3 separate regions of the Mus musculus genome follow, and regions 1 and 3 are each linked to region 2. A link is a contact called in public ChIA-PET data. All regions are on one chromosome and are shown on one strand. The core of a region is the stretch at or near the end of the contact, and the rest is flanking DNA. Distances in the headings are between cores, read along the strand shown. Region 1 has its middle 28 kb from the start of Gm13218. Region 2 has its middle 130 kb from the start of Gata3. Region 3 has its middle 73 kb from the start of Gm13218.

Region 1 (3,171 bases), core at 400-2,899, 190 kb after region 2:
TGTTAGAATAAAAACCTCAAAGTTAGAAGAAGTGTAGCTCAGTTGGTGACATGCTCATCTGGTACATTCAAGGCCTGGGTTTGAGTCCAGACACCACACAAACCAGGGATTGGGCTGGGGGGCACACCTTGACTCCAAGTACTCTGAAGGGGAAGGCGAGCAAGAGCATTAGGAATTCGGGGTCATCCTTGGATTCATAGAGAGCACAGGCCATCTTGGGCTCCTTGAGATCTTATCTCAACAAACAAACAAACAAACAAACAAACAAACAAATAAACGAGAAGTCTTTTTGGATTAAGCGGGTTAATTTCTCTCCTCTCTCTCTCCCCCGACACCATCTGTTTAAGTATTAAAAGCAATACTTCTGCCCAACCTGTCCTTTCCTGCTGAGTTATATCCTAAGCCTGGATGTATTTCAAAGTCTAGTTATCTTTCCTAAAACAAGCAGCGAAATAGCATTCCACCTTCAAAAAATCATTACTTGCTTCTTTCCTTTGAGTCTCAAGGAGGCATCACTGAGTTATTCTTGCGTCTTGTTGGTTGTCATCTTGTGTCCAACAGTAACTTCTGTTTCTGATCATTGATACAGGCAGATTGATGTTGTCCGTGGAACTGCGGTTCGTATTCCTTATACATTCTCAGTTAGCCTCCACCAGCCACTCTGCTCAGTAGCTACACATGTCTTTAGGGTGGGTCATACTCAGAGTTGGGAAAACAACTCAACACTTCAATTTCCTCATGACCCCAGTGCCATCCCTTACCTGGTGGGTTGCAATGTTCTTATTAGAAATATGCTTATGCAGTGTAAAAGGGTGTTATTAAAAACACTTTAAAATGAATCCACTATACTGAGATCCAAAAAAAGAGCAAAGTGTTCTAAAAAGGTTTAATAATAAATGACTAAAGGGATAAACAGTTTCACTCTGGGGCTATTAATCTAGCACCTTTCATGAGTCCTAAACTTCTGTAAGCTAAATAAAAATAGCACATGACAGCTTATATTTGTATAGGAAATAACAGAGCGAACACCAAAGACATTGGGAAATTGCATTTTTTTCGAAGATAATTAAAGGTCATACTATTTAGCCAAACTATAATCCATCACAGTGAGGCATTGATTACCACTCCAGCCATGTGCATTCTTAATTCCATTAGCGAAATAAAAGACAGCCTTTGAATTTGCCACTTTCTCCATACGTAGCAAGCACGGATGGCAAATTACTCCAGAATCCAGAATAGCTTCACAGATAAGCTCGTCCTCTTCGGCATCTCCAATCTACAAAGTTTTAAGTAGCAATAAATTTAACAGCTGCTCTCTTCACAATGTGCCGTAATAGCCGCTCTCTGGAGATCTGAGAATGTTCAAAGCAAAGCTGTGCTCACCATTTACCCTGCAGTGAGCTTGCAGAGACCCACCACTTCACACACACCTCCCATCCACATCTGTCCTGGGCAAAAGCTGGTTTCTTCCAGGGCCCTGAAGCTAACGGTTATCATTCAAGTGACTGCAGCTCAAGTGTTGAGTTATATTTCTAGGCACTGGTGTTGTAATGGCTGTCAAAGAGAAACACTGGAGTAGGTTATCTGGCTTCCCCATCTTCTTCAGGTGTAATGTTGTCATTCATTTTGTTAACTCTCTCTTTGTGTTTCAACCCAGAGGAGACCACAAACTGAAAAGTATGCACCAGTCTATTTTTGCTCTCTGCTGGTCTGCTTGTGGGTGTAATTGTTTCACACTTAGTGAGCCACAAATGAGCTTATATTTGTAGAAGGACGTTTTAGAGAGAACAGAGGGGCATTATTCTTTAGAGATGAGGGCACGGGGCAGAGTGGTTCTTTTACCTGCAGGAAGATGGATGTAGGAACCTCTTAGCCAAATTCCTCACAAATAATTCCACTGCAAATTTTGTGAGATAGTGTAGGTGGGGTGGGGTGGGGTGGGTTTCCAGAATTTTAAATTAAGCTGGATCATTGCTAGTAAGCTTACTTGGAAGTTGTTCTAGTTCTTTCTTCTCTCTCTCTCTCTCTCTCTCTCTCTCTCTCTCTCTCTCTCTCTTTCTCTCTCTCTCATACACACACACACACACACACACACACACACACACACACAACCCCCCCCCCCTACATACTCCTCACACCATACACTAAAATTGTCCAGTGTATTAGCAGGTAAAGTTCCAATCTGGGTCAGGACAGTTTTTATGTATCAGAAAGATTGCAATTCTTTCTAATTTTTTAAGCTAGCCATTTATATGGCTTAACATATGCTTTCTATAGTGACTATGGATACTTTCTCTCACAGGAAGGAAGTACGTGGGTTTGATTTTTTTGTTTTGTTTTGTTTTTCATGAGTTTGAATTAGGACTCAGAGCATCCAACTGTCACCAAGGGCCCAGGAAAAATATTCTGTAACTGAATTAAGCCTGTGTTTGAGCACAAGGCCTTTCAGTGTGGTTAACCAGGGCTGTGGTATTTTGACAGCATCACCTATGAAACGCTGAGGAGTGGCTGATTAGGAGCACAGCTAGGTAAACTGAGATAATGACGAGGGATAATCACACATGCTTCAGGGCAGAGGTGACTTCAGGCAGGAGGCAGAGGGGACTCTCTTCCTCTTGCAGAACCCTCTAGCAAAAGATCATGATGCAAGACAGTAGCTCTTGGAGTCTGGAAGTCTCTGATTTGGCACCTGGAGCAGGAAGCCTTGCATGGGACATTCAAATTCTAGCCAGAGTCCCCTCTTGTCCCTTTATACTTCCTGAGTGTGCAGGCAGAGGCCTATCTGGGTCGTTGTGCTGAGGAGGGCTGTGTCATGGTTTCCCTGGTTTGGCTACTCATTAGATTAATGCAAAAGTTGATTTGAGTGATGGTAAAACACACTGAATCACTCAGTCTTGGACTTCTCGTCTCTCTCTTTCTTCTTTCTCTTCTTTCTTTTTTGGTTTCTTTGTTTCTTTCTTTCCTTCTTTCCTTCTTCCCTTCTTTCCTTTTTCTCTCCCCAGTTATTGAAATATTATTCTCTAAACTAAGGCAGTTAGCTACCCCAGAAGATGTTTTTGTTACTCTTACAAAGAGAAAATGAGAATAGATATTATTATCATAACTGCTGGTATCCTGATCCATTTGCGTGTGGGAATGTATATAATCCATGTTTCATTCTCTTCCATAATG
Region 2 (2,833 bases), core at 11-2,510:
GATAGAATGAGAGAACTGACTCACACGAATTGTCCTCTGACTTCGGTCCCCCAGCCCCACATGATAGAACGAAAGAACTGACTCACACGAATTGTCCTCTGACTTCCACACACGTGCTGTGGCATGTGGGTGTCCCTCTGCCAACACTCCTTGTCTGAGAGAAACTCAGTTTTCCATTTCCAAATCAGTGTTTAGCAAAAATTCTTAAAAGCCCTTTCCTCCAAGCAAATGGAAACTTGAGACATGGTTCATGGAAGCAAAGTGTGTGTGTGTGTGTGTTTGTGTGTGTATTTGCATGCTTACACTAGAATTTGAACCCTGGAAACAAAGTATGTGAATGTGTGTTTGTGTTCGTATGTGAATGTGTGCGTATGTGTGTGTATGTGTGTGTGAATGTGTGTGTTTGTGTGTGTGTGAGTGTGTGAATGTGTGTTTGAATGTGTATGTGTGTGTATGTGTGTGTGTTTGAGTGTGTGAATGTGTGTGTGTGTGTGTGTGTGTGTGTGTATGTGTGTGTGTGTGTGTGTGTGTGTGTGTGTGTGTGTGTGTTTGCATGCTTACACTAGAACTTGCATACCGGGGTTTCTGCATATGCTCTCCCATGGATCTCTTCCCCACCTGAGGAATGCAGTCCTTGTTTTACTTATTATGCAAGTTTCCCTTGAAGCACATCTCAAGCTTGCATTCGGTTGGAGGAGGGGGAGGGTCTCTTAAGGACTTTTGCTGAACATTGATTTGTGAATGAAAGACACAGCTGAGCTTTTAGATAGGGAGTTAAGAATCTCGAAAGGCAAAATGAACAATCATGGCAAACCAATCGTGGTTTTATGCAACAATGGGGAGTAATATTTTGAAGTTCTGTTCTTCCTTTTTACTGCAGGCTGCGGCCAGGAACTCAGCATTAGCATTTCCATGCAATCGGTGGGTGGTGTTGCTTATCTTCTTAGTTATGTAATCCTCATTACTCATTAGGATGTGGTGTTCTAGCCTTGAAGCCTCAGACATTTCTCAGGCAACGTAATGATCTGTGCTTCTCAGGACTCTCATTGGCAAGCTTACTAAAAACCATTTCATGTCCACACAGCTTTACAAAAGATGTCCAGGCTGCTTTCTCTGTGTTGTGTTACACATTTTTTTCCCCTTTCAGTTTTGGTAGGTTCAATAGCAAAGGACCTGATGGTTTGGAAAATGTAGGTTAGCATACCACTGAGGAAAGTCCCTTGCTGAAACACAGTAGACAGAAAGCAGGAAGTCAGCGGTGGCCGGCACAGATTGCTGCTGAGAATTCTCATTGCTGGCCCAGCCCCGCTCCAAAGGACTGGTGGCTGAATAGCGAGGAAGGATGGAACTGTTGATCTTTTCCTTGGGTTTCTAGATTAGGATAATTGTTATTAAAGCAACACTTGTTGCTCATGGCACCCTCCTGATGAGTCCATGGTGTGTGTGTGTGTGTGTGTGTGTGTGTGTGTGTGTGTGTGTGTGTGTATGCACGTAAACATGACTGTGTATGTTGATCCTCTGGTGTGTCTACCTTGTTTTATTTTTATTTTTATTTTTTTATTTTTCTCATTGGTCTGGGCCTCACCAAGTAGTCTCCGCTGGCTAGCGAGCCCCAGAAATCCTCCTCCCTCATCTCCTCAGTGCTGGGGCTACAAGGATTGGTCATTACACTTAACTTGTATTTATTTATTTATTTTTTGGTCTTCATGCAAGTCTCCCAACTGGAGCAGGGACAGTTCCTAAGTCCTGCCCATGGATCCCATTCTCCTAACTGGGCTGCCTTTTGGGAGAGGATTCGCCAGCCCGGCAGAAACTTGATGTGTCAGGGCTGGGGGATAATGGGCGGGGATGGGAGTTCTACCTTCTCAAAGGAGAAGGGAAGTGGGGATGGAGGGAGACACTGTGTGTGTGGAGGGGTGGGGGAAGGAGGAGGAGAAGGAGAAGGAGGAGGAGAGCATCAATTGTGCTGCAAGGTGAATACACAAATTAATTGATGGGAAAAACAGAACAGAACCTGCATTCTGGAAGGGAGGCAGTTTACTCGCTGAGTTCTAGTTCTCTCCCAAGGCCAGTAGTACAGCTTTGTGCTATGCCTGCTCATGTATATAGGCAAGCAAGTGATGCCTAGCTTGGGCTCTGGATGGATGGATGGATGGATGGATGGATGGATGGATGGATGGATAATACAAACTGTTTTATAACGGGAACTTGTAGATGTGAAGTCTGGCTCTCTCAGTCACCAGCTGCCTGACGGTATCTGTCAATTACCTTTCTTATCACGATGAGAAAAATACCCGGGAGAAAGGATTTAAGGACAGAGAGGTTTTTCTTGGCTCATGAGCTGGAATCATGGAGGAGGAGGTGTGTTAAAGTGACTCTGTGGTACCATGTGACATGTACATGTGGGATCATGTGACATGTACATGTGGGACCATGGGACAGAGGAGGTTCTCACACACGAGCGAGACCAGGAATCAGAGAACAGGACCACAGCTGGAGGTGGAACACAACCTTCAAAGGTGTGCTCTTAGAGACCTAAATCTGCCAGCCGGGCCACATGTCCCAAAGGTTCCACAAACTTGCCTAACAGCAGCACTAGCTCATGTTCAAGCACAACCTTATGAGGGACATTGCTGATGGAAACTGATACCCTAGAAGCTCGGCCTTCGGCTGTGGTTTCCTGATGGCTTAGATCTGGGCTCTTCACTGTTAGCATGCTCTGCTCTGCAGTACAGTAAAGATTTACAGTAGTTCACAAGCCAGGGTCTACACTGCTCGTAACCTTCTTCAGTCACTGGATTTGTCAGAATTTCCAGCATCTCAGGGGCTGAGA
Region 3 (2,897 bases), core at 113-2,612, 230 kb after region 2:
TGTCTGTCTATATGTGTCTCTCTCCTTATAGGATCTCTTAATAGTTTGGCTAGGCTGGTAGACCAGCAAGCCCTAAGGATCTGCCTGTTTCCGTTCCCCAGCTCCGACATGGCAAGCATGGACTGCCATGCCTTCCATTTTACTCGGCTGCTAATTATCAGGCACTAAAGAGCTGGAAGCTTGGGCTTCTTTCAGTTTAATTTAGTTGATTTGAACGAAGACATGTTGGTTCCAGCCAAATGTTCAATAATAGCTACAAATTTAGAAGAACAGGATCCCCCTTCTACTACTGAATCTACAACAACTTGTCTAATCCAGCCCTCTACAAGCTACTATTCACCAGGTAGCCAAGGGACAGCCTTTCCCCTGGATGACTGTCATTGTGGATTTAGCCTTCTTGGTTTTCTTAACCAATTGATGACAGAATCAGTTTTTCTCCTGTTTGTCTACTGTGCAGACTCCAGAGGATTGGTGGGAAATAAGATATACTTTTATTTTTTTAAACCATGAAATCAACAGGCAGAAAGATACTCCTTTTTGATATTTCTGTTCAAATCACAGGTGACCCTTGTCCAAGTTAGAGTTTCAGGAGCCTGGTGGCTACCTTCCAGAAGGACAGCTGTGCTTGTCAGAGGGCCATAAAAGGTGGGACCAGGCTGAGCTGCCGTCTCCCAAGGATGCCGAGGGCTAGCCAGAGGTGCTTGCTCCTGTCCTAGTTCTTGCCTGTCCTTTAATGGACACGTTTGCTCAACTGACTTTCTAGGCCAGGGTTCCTAAAGTTTTGCTTTGCAGTAGAATTAATTTAAATAGGTGGTGATGGTAGAGGACGAGTCTACAGGGGGAAAGAGCCCATCATCTTTAATTTCTGAATGCTTCTGGCATCTTGAAGAAACATATAACTTTGAAGAAACCCCAGTGGCATTAAATGATGCATTATGACTTCATCCACATCTTTTCTACTGGGCATGAGAGATTTCTTTCTTCCCACAGTATGGAAGAGTCAGTTGCTTTCAGCTTGGCCCTCCAGGAAACTCAATTAAATTGTGCTAGGCAGTATTCTTTTCTATTTTGTTGGAAATTTCATTTGTGAGTTTGTAGTTGAAGTACTGGTCCCATAGGGGCTCTGGGTACTCGTATAACTTTTATTTAATTTAAAGTTAAAAACTATTCTGATTTTTTTTATTATAAATTGGTGGTATAAGCCTTGACTCTTTCTAGTGTATTTTTTGAAACTTTTAGTTTCAGTTTGGAGTTTACCTTTCAAGCCACACACTCATTTCCCTGTGGTTCACACTACCTTTGTGGTGGCTGGGATGTTACTCTAGTTGCCTTGGCAATGCGAAATATTTGCAGGAAATAAAACAAACCTCTTAGGTTTTTTTTCTTCACTTTACAACAACAAAAACCAGTGAATTCAGTACATACCTTTCAGAAGTAGAGATGGATTCTTTTTTTTTTTTTTTCCATCCTGCCAAACAAGAATGGATAGCTGTATGCTTTTTACTTTCTTAAGAAGAAGGGGCTGGCAAGATGGCTCAGTGGGTAGAGTGCTTTCTGCTCAAGCAGGAAACCCTTTCTGTCTCCAACACCCACATGAAAAGTCAAGCGAGTGATGTATACCTGTTTCTCCAGTGCTGGGAAGCAGAGGCAGGAGGATCCCTGGAGTTTGCTGGCAGCTTAGACAAATAGGGGAGTCCCAGGAGTCTGTCTTAAAAATAAGGTAGGCGGTGGGTCTCTGCATCTGTTTCCATCAGAGAAGAGGGAGAAGGAATGGAGGGAAGAGCTCTATGAGGGGAGGGAGGACTGGGAAGAGCAGGAGGGCTGATATTGGAATATAAAGTGAATAAGTTAATTAATTAATGAAAAACTAAGGTAGGGGTTGTTGTGAGATGGGGCCTGCTGTCAAGGCTGAGCAGCTGACTTCTGTCCCTAGGTGTCCTATGATGGCAGGAGAGAACTGAGTCCCCCAGTTGTCCTCTAACTGCCATGTGTCACGCCCATAGCCTCACCCACCTACTCACACCCACAGGCAATAATGGTGGCTTACCTCATCTCCTGGGTTAGCTGAGAAAGGCCTCTTTGCCTCTTCCTCCTTCTCTCCTTCTCCCTCTGTTGTCCTCTCTATAGTTCAAAGAAGTTGAGGAATTCCAGTCAAGCAAGAATGGGCGGAAGTGAGATCCAATTTTCCTGATTTGATCAACAAAGCCAGGCAGATGGATTAGCGGAATGATCAGCAGTATGACTGATTTGAGCTCTCTGATCCTGCAAGCCGACCTGCCTACTTAACCTCTTAGAGTTTTCTGTCTCCTTCTAAAATGCAAATATAGTCATTGATGAGTTAAATGAGAGCCATCCTGACATTACAGTTATGGGCTTGTAACTCAGTTATTGTGATTTGGGAGACTGAGTCAGAAGGATGGCAAGTTCAAGGCCTACCTAGGATAAGCAATGAGCCCAAGGCCAGCTTGGACAATTTAGTGAGAAACTGTGTCAAGCTAAAAAGCAATATATATGTGGATACAGCTCTGTGGCACAATGCTTGGCCCGTGTGCATGAGGTTCAACATTCAATCTCTTACAGATATAATTTAAAAACTATTAATGTGTCTACCTGGCACAGAAGCTCTCACAACAACCTTCACTGTTACCTACAATCTGTTGAACTGCACAGTGTCACTTCTGTGGGTGCTGCGCCTAGCAGCAGCAACAACAGTTATATAAATCATTAGGAAATCCATTAATTTTCTTTAATCCACTACTCACCACAATTGCTTGATTAAAGGTTTTGTTTGTTTGTTTTTGCTAGTAGCAAAATTATTGAACTAAGGAAATCCTGTTTCTCTTTGCTGGTTGTTTTCTTCAATACCAACTCAAAGGGGAGGTTGAATCATATCTTAT

Evidence for each region. ChIA-PET counts read pairs in DNA pulled down with a chosen protein or histone mark.
Region 1: an RNA polymerase II ChIA-PET map of memory CD8 T cells shows a contact between it and region 2, with 14 read pairs. The contact joins two enhancer-like sites. A contact is called at or near these places in 1 of 15 datasets of contacts at CTCF or cohesin (CD8 T cells) and 2 of 115 datasets of contacts at active chromatin or transcription factors (CD8 T cells and memory CD8 T cells).
Region 3: an RNA polymerase II ChIA-PET map of memory CD8 T cells shows a contact between it and region 2, with 26 read pairs. The contact joins two enhancer-like sites. A contact is called at or near these places in 2 of 115 datasets of contacts at active chromatin or transcription factors (CD8 T cells and memory CD8 T cells).

The regions. Positions count from the first base shown.
Region 1 is chr2:9,563,114-9,566,284 of GRCm38.p6, reverse strand. No RefSeq gene overlaps it. Among named protein-coding and RNA genes, the nearest start is that of Gm13218, 28 kb to the left of the region's middle. Within about 2 kb of position 1,649, at least 28 of the 459 cell types and tissues checked have an H3K27ac peak or open chromatin away from gene starts, as enhancers often do. A contact at or near this core is called in memory CD8 T cells, where this site is marked.
Region 2 is chr2:9,748,423-9,751,255 of GRCm38.p6, reverse strand. No RefSeq gene overlaps it. Among named protein-coding and RNA genes, the nearest start is that of Gata3, 130 kb to the left of the region's middle. Within about 2 kb of position 1,260, at least 52 of the 459 cell types and tissues checked have an H3K27ac peak or open chromatin away from gene starts, as enhancers often do. A contact at or near this core is called in memory CD8 T cells, where this site is marked.
Region 3 is chr2:9,518,701-9,521,597 of GRCm38.p6, reverse strand. No RefSeq gene overlaps it. Among named protein-coding and RNA genes, the nearest start is that of Gm13218, 73 kb to the left of the region's middle. Within about 2 kb of position 1,362, at least 30 of the 459 cell types and tissues checked have an H3K27ac peak or open chromatin away from gene starts, as enhancers often do. A contact at or near this core is called in memory CD8 T cells, where this site is marked.